Regions from separate parts of the Oryctolagus cuniculus genome. Here region 1 is linked to region 2. Evidence: chromatin contacts called from public Micro-C data. All regions are on one chromosome and are shown on one strand. The core of a region is the stretch at or near the end of the contact, and the rest is flanking DNA. Distances in the headings are between cores, read along the strand shown. Region 1 overlaps LOC103350987. Region 2 holds the start of CD46 (CD46 molecule).

The links. Hi-C and Micro-C count contacts between places; a contact is called where the count stands out from the background.
Region 1: a contact with region 2 is called in a Micro-C map of ear pinna, with 4 times the contacts expected there. The contact joins the enhancer-like site here to the promoter of CD46 in region 2. A contact is called at or near these places in 3 of 6 Hi-C or Micro-C datasets (ear pinna, embryonic fibroblasts and psoas muscle).

Annotation. Positions count from the first base shown.
Region 1 is chr13:22,674,271-22,677,350 of mOryCun1.1, forward strand. LOC103350987 reads right to left here. Exons shown (of 7, transcript XR_007909605.2): 7 at 1-3,080. Among named protein-coding and RNA genes, the nearest start is that of MIR29B-2, 4.2 kb to the left of the region's middle. Within about 2 kb of position 1,376, at least 3 of the 8 cell types and tissues checked have an H3K27ac peak or open chromatin away from gene starts, as enhancers often do. A contact at or near this core is called in ear pinna, where this site is marked.
Region 2 is chr13:22,621,431-22,624,396 of mOryCun1.1, forward strand. It overlaps CD46 (CD46 molecule), which reads left to right and starts at 1,622. Exons shown (of 12, transcript XM_070055225.1): 1 at 1,622-1,880. The coding sequence starts at 1,757. CR1 (complement C3b/C4b receptor 1 (Knops blood group)) reads left to right here. Exons shown (of 31, transcript XM_017347820.3): 31 at 1-1,524. LOC103350988 (a long non-coding RNA gene) reads right to left here and starts at 1,619. Exons shown (of 7, transcript XR_011381410.1): 1 at 818-1,619.

The DNA of each region.
Region 1 (3,080 bases), core at 126-2,625, 53 kb after region 2:
TCCCACTCAGCCCAGTGTTCGGCGGAGGACTGGGCAGCAGCCACAGCAGCAGCACGCAGTGGCCTGGGGAGGCCGTGTTTTGTCTGAGGACACACAAAACCAGATACGCAAACACGCGCCACGCGGGCCAAGCAAGCCCCATCCAAGGGTTAAATCCCACTCACGGGCCTTTGGCCGAAAACGGGGTGGAGATTGCACAGGCAGCTTCTACTTGACTGGAGCCAGGCTATGTCTCTCAGAGCCCTACACATCCTAGGCCCAGAAGGGTGCTCCTAAAATAACACAGAAAGCAAAGGGGTTCCTGATCTGCGAGATGCCTCTCCCACGCCACCCCCCACCAAAAGCAAAAACCCGCGGAGCAGAGAGATGCGGGCCCCCAGCAACCAGGTCCTGCTTGCCTGCTCTGCGCGGCCGCAGCGTGCACGATCCGGAACGTGGGAAGGTTCCTGCCAAGGCAGCAGCGTCTCCCTCCTGACCCAGCGCTGGGTGCTGAGTCACCGCTACTTACGTGACGGATGCGAGCTCCAGCCAGGCTGGGGGAGGTGCCGGAAGCCGAGCCAGATCCTCCATCTTCTTGCCACTGGGAATGCTGGTTTCAGGGCTCCTGGCAGCGGGGAAGAGCTCGTCTTGGTGAGAGGGGCTCCGGGCAGGCCCTTTAGCAAAAGGGGAACGACCTGCCCTCCAGACAGCCCCGGGGTATTGTCTGCAGGGACGGAAAGGCCGGCCCAGCTTCCTGTCACTCTCGGCCCAGGCCCAGTGTCCTGGACATTCTGTCTTTAGCTGTCAGGGCGGGGCCTGCTGCCAGCTCGCGGTGGTTAATGAATCAGAGGAAAGAGTGATAAACTGAAGGCTGTGCATGGAAGAGCCCAGTGCTGACTGGCCCCCAGCCTCTGGCCATCTCCATCAGGTGCTTCCATCCCAGCAGCCTCCTGACCACGGCTCGGCCCAGGCCCTGGACCCCAGTAACATCCTCCAGCACCTCTGGGCTCCTTGCATAACAGGGCAAGAAGTCACAGCCTTCCAAGCACCCATGCGCCCAGCATCAGCTCCCCGGGCTCCACAGGCCTACATTTCTAGGCAGCTGCACTCCCAACAAGCTAGGTTTTCTGTCCCTTCCTCGACACCATCAGCAAAATCTCGGAAACTCCCCAGGGGAGGTCCTGGGTGGGGACTGCTGGCCGGACAGGGAGGAAGGCGCGGTGGCCAGCCGGCCCTGGCCTGAGACGGGCGTAGGGGGCAGGGATGGAGGACCACAGCCATGTTCCCAGACAGGGGGGCTCAGCTCTCAGAGGACAGGCACAGCCCTGTGCTGCCGCCCAGGAAGCCAGCGCTCCCCGGGAAAGGACAAGTCAGCATGCCTACAACCCACTACACAAACAACGCCCCCACACAGCTCCCAGGCCCTGCCCGACGCAACCCAAAGGAAGGGCGCCACCTCGCCACGCCCGATTCACCTGCTCGGCTAGCGGAGGTGCACCAGAAGAGAAGCTTCAGCTTCACAGGGCTCCACTTCCGAAGGGCTAGTGGGAGATGCCCAGAGGCCCCCTGCCACCCCTCCCCCGAGGCAGGGCTGGGTCGCTCCCTCCTCCAGCCGCCACGCTGTAACTAAGGCACGGTGTCCCACCAGGTGCCACTGTCACAGGCCCACGCACCTGCCAGCTGGGAAAAGCTCGCTTTGGTCCCCAGGAGCCACTCCAGGGGCATGCCCAGCCTGTGCAGCACAGCCTCCGCTCCTCCTGGGACAGAGAGCAGCAGTGTGGCGGAGCGGAGAGCATGTCTACAAGCCAGACATCCCGGCCCGGCTCGGCCGGAGGAGGCAGCACCAGGAAGCCGGCGCAGAGCCATGCACCTCGTGGCGCAGGTGCGCACCTGGCAGAGCACACGCACCAGGGCACACCCTGTGACGTGGCTCCACCTCCCTAGCTGGGGGGGGCTGGCAGCTAGGCCGCACCGAGGGCCAGGCAGCCCCAGGCCTGCCTCCTTCCCGGCTTCCGCTGGGCTGACAACACTGCTGTCCCAGCCTCCTTAGGTTATCAGGACCTCTGCCGGCCAGTCTCAAGAACAGTGAGTAGCAGGAGGCAGCCAGAGGAGGAGGAGGAGGGGAGAGGGGGAGGGCGAGAGGGAGGGGAGGAAGGTGGAGGAGGAAGTTTGCAGTCTGCTGCGTTCCCATCAGATCAGGAGAGCCCGTACAGCTTCCCTTTTCCAGCTCCTCTGTGCCCCCCTTTCCTTTCGGTTCCTGGACGGGGGACGGCATGGCGAGTGGGCTGGGCAGGGGCAGGAGCCCAGGTACCCAGCCAACTGGGCTCTTGCCCGGCTCCATCTCGGGGCTGGCACGCTCCCCCGGGCCGTTACCCGGCATGCCCCTCTCCTTGTCAGGGAGGCCTCGCCCTCTTGTTTTCAAAGTTTATAACAGTATTGTTTGTTGTCCAGCAGATTAAATTCTTCGGAGGCTGGGGGGGGGGGGGTGGCGAGGGGGGAAGGGGAAGGAGGGAGGGAGGGAGAGAGAGAGGAGGGAAAATAAAGGAGAGAAAATACAAATAACTTCTATTAAAGGCCAAAAGATTAAAGAAGTTCCTTTCTGAACACAAAGTTCACCTGTCTTGGAGGGAGGCCAGCGGCCAGGAGCCTGTGTTCCCTTCCGCCCTGCCTGTGCCCGTCCTCTGGCAGGGTGAGCCATGGTCACTGCTTGGGTCCGAGCTGAGGAGCGGCAGCAGATGATAAGCTCTGGGCAGACGACACAGTACGGGGGGTGGGGCGGTCCCGGCAAGGACACCCTAGGTCTCGGCCACTCAGGCCCCGGGCCAAGCCACGTCAGTCCTGGACTCCTGGGAACGAGCTCTGCAGGCAGCTCCCTCCCACCCAGGACTGCGGCGTGCTGACACACCTGAATCAAGGCCACGTGTTCACGGCCTCCAGCGACCATGGGGCAACTGCACGCCCCCAACTGCAGGGGACAGGCCGTCGGCCCTCCCGCTGCGGGCTCCCGGCCTCAGCCGCCACAGACAACACACTTGTATTAAACTTGCTTGCCCATGCACGCTCTACTCCATGTTGCTATTCTTCAGGCAGTACGACTGCTC
Region 2 (2,966 bases), core at 372-2,871:
GAAGAAAAAATACAAGTGATGTTAGTTACTACCAAGCCTGGGACATTTTTAGCATTTATTGTTATACAGAAACAAATTGATTCTGTTTTCACCAGTAAGTGCTGACACTGAGCCACAAAACATGTCTGCCTTGCATAACCCTAGGCACTAATAGAAATAATAATTCTTCATCGATGTGTTCTCAACGATACCTCATTTCCTTGCCATTGAGATGTGTCTGGATTTTATCCTCCAAGATTCTCAGGTGTTGATTTTATACATCACCTTCAGGCATAGTGTATTTTATGCTCTGCCTAGAATCAATCGCTTCATTGTTGTTCTGACAAAAGTAATTGCATGATTTGGTGAAACCAGAAAGTCTTCAGTACCTCTCAGACACAGAGCTGTAATAGTGATAGATAAAGTTCTATAATTCCAGAAGACCTCTTTGAGATCTATATGGTTACCCTCTATTTCCATGCCATCCTCTCCTACATCAGTCTTGTGTAATTCATGATTTTATGAACAAAACAGTCTTTGATATACAGGTTGAATTTTTTTAAACGTTTTATTTTATTCTGAACCTAACATAGGATCAACAGAAAACGCAGAAAGCTGAAAATGCTAAAGAAAATGTCTACAATCCTATCAGCTGATGTTATTGTGGGTGTATTTCCAATGTCTCTCTTTATGGGTAACAACAGGATACGTTTGTGTTAATAAAAGCCGTGTACGGATTTGGAGTTGATTTTTCCGGCATACAAATATATCATAGTTTCTTACGGTGATACTCTTACAATACTTGCTGCCCTGAATTCCAACACATAAAGATACCTACCATAAATTCCTTAATGCTTTCGCCACTTCTAGGATTTCTATTTTTTCCCGAAATTATAAACCTTCGCTCAGAGCTCTGATGTCTTTGGTGTAAACTGAGGGGCACGGGGGGCCCACAAGGCTTGTTCACTTCAAGGCTCTAAGAGTCCTGAAAAGCCACTCGCACGGGTTGTTTTCACTCTCCGCCTGTCTGACAGGAAGAACACGTCCGCCCGTCTTGTCTGCTGGTTTCGTGCCGGCCACTCCACGCGCTCTTTACTTTCCCTTGTCGTCACGCAGGCTCCCTCACAGCGCCTGTGCGGTCTCGCCGGTCCACCACAGTCCTCCCCAGCCGCTCTCCTCAGCGCGGCCGGCCGCTCGCCGAGGCCCCGGAACCGCGCGTCCTCGCGTTCCCACGCCTCTGTGCTAGCGAAGCTTGCTCCCGGCCCCCCGGCGCCCCAGCACGCCTGACAACGGCCATCCCCGGGGCCGCCGCTCCGGACAGCCTCGGGGCCTGAGGGAAGCGGCTCCACCGCCACCCGCGGCCTGCGCTCCGGGTCTCGCTCTTTAGGCCGACAGGCTTCATTCTTCAAGGGGGAGTTCCCAGAAACGATGACAACAGCACCAGCTGGTTTCTTCCCACCCTTCCTGGGTAGGGCAGCGGCCCTGTTTACAAACGCCGCGGTCTGCAAAGAACCGCGAGGCCCTGGCCAGCCGCCGACCCGGGTCGCTCCGGCACCTCCAGGCCCCGCCCGTCCGCTTGAGGCCCCGCCCCTCCGCCCTCCAATTGGCCCCAGCCTGCTCGGCCTCCTGTCACTTCCGCCCTGGCCACGCCCACCTGTCGTGGCCACCCCCACCTTGACACTTTGTGAGTTTGGGGATTGTTGCGTTTGCTCCCCAGACTCAAAAAGGGCTCCCCTGTTCAGTTAGTTGCCAGTTTTCCTCGCCCAGGTCTGGAAAAATGACGGCGTCTTCCGCGCCGAGCAAGGAGCCGTCGGTCCGGCGCGAGAGTCCGCTTCCTTCACGGTGGCGCGTGCTTGGGACGCTCCTGGTGACTGTGGGGTTCCTGCTGTTCACTTTCTCGGGTAGGACCCTGCAGAGGGCGCGCTCGCCGGCCGCGAGGCTGGAGCTCGGGCGGGCGCGGCTCGGGCAGGTGCAGTGCCTGTGCTCCGGGAGCGCGCGCGTGTAGCGGGGGACTGTGGGGACCACGCAGCACCCGAGCGACCGTGTGCTTGGCGGTCGAGTGGCGGGCGTCGGGGGCGTCTCCCCGGCGCCTGGCACTGTCCCTAGCCCAAGCTTGCAATGCATTTCCGGGATTGAGCACGAACAGGTGCACCACGTAAAGGCCTGCTTGCACTTGGGATTGCCCAGGTGCGTGGAGGTGCTGCTGCGGCCCGCGCTGAGTTTATCCTGCCTGCTCCGATGCCTCGGTGAGTGGGGCTGCTCCCCACAGTCTCGGGCTGTCGCGAGCCTGCCGTGCCCGGTTGTGCTGGGTTGCGGGGTTTGAGATGCGCTGGCCAGGGCTGCTCAGAGTCTGCGTGGCCGAAGCGGCCCGCCCTGCAGTGCTCGCTGTCCTGCGTTCCGGGCCGGCTCGCGCTCGGCCTGTGCTCCGGCTGCGGTTCTGCAGGCCTGGAGCTACCTGCTTGGAGGAACGGTAAGAGCACGCCACCTTTTCGGAACCTCCAGTGAAGTAAGACACTGTATGAGTCTTGGCTTACAAACAGTTGCTTTTCTTTTTTTTTTTTTTTTATAAACCACGGAGTTCTTTTCCCATTCCTAATCAATTCAGACAGTATCCGATTCTATCACCTAAAGAGTTTCTGGCGTTATTTTCCTTGTTTTCATAAGGCTGAGTCACATTTGAGGCCATCCGGAGGAGCATAAACCACATTGTTGCCAACCCTAGTGAGAAATTAGTATTTTAAGAAAGGGACTTAAATCATGTTAATCTGAGTTTTCCCTACAGCCTTATAATTAAATCTGTTCTTTTAATCATTCATTGAATGAATAAATACTTTAAAATGCACATTTAAAATATTGAACACACCGCACACAAAGAAAAACCACTTTTAACATTTTGGTATTTTTTGTGTGCTTTTCTATGTACTTTGTGTGTGTTTGCCCCAGCTATCATAATTAGGATCCCATTACATATTACAGGGCTCTTCAAA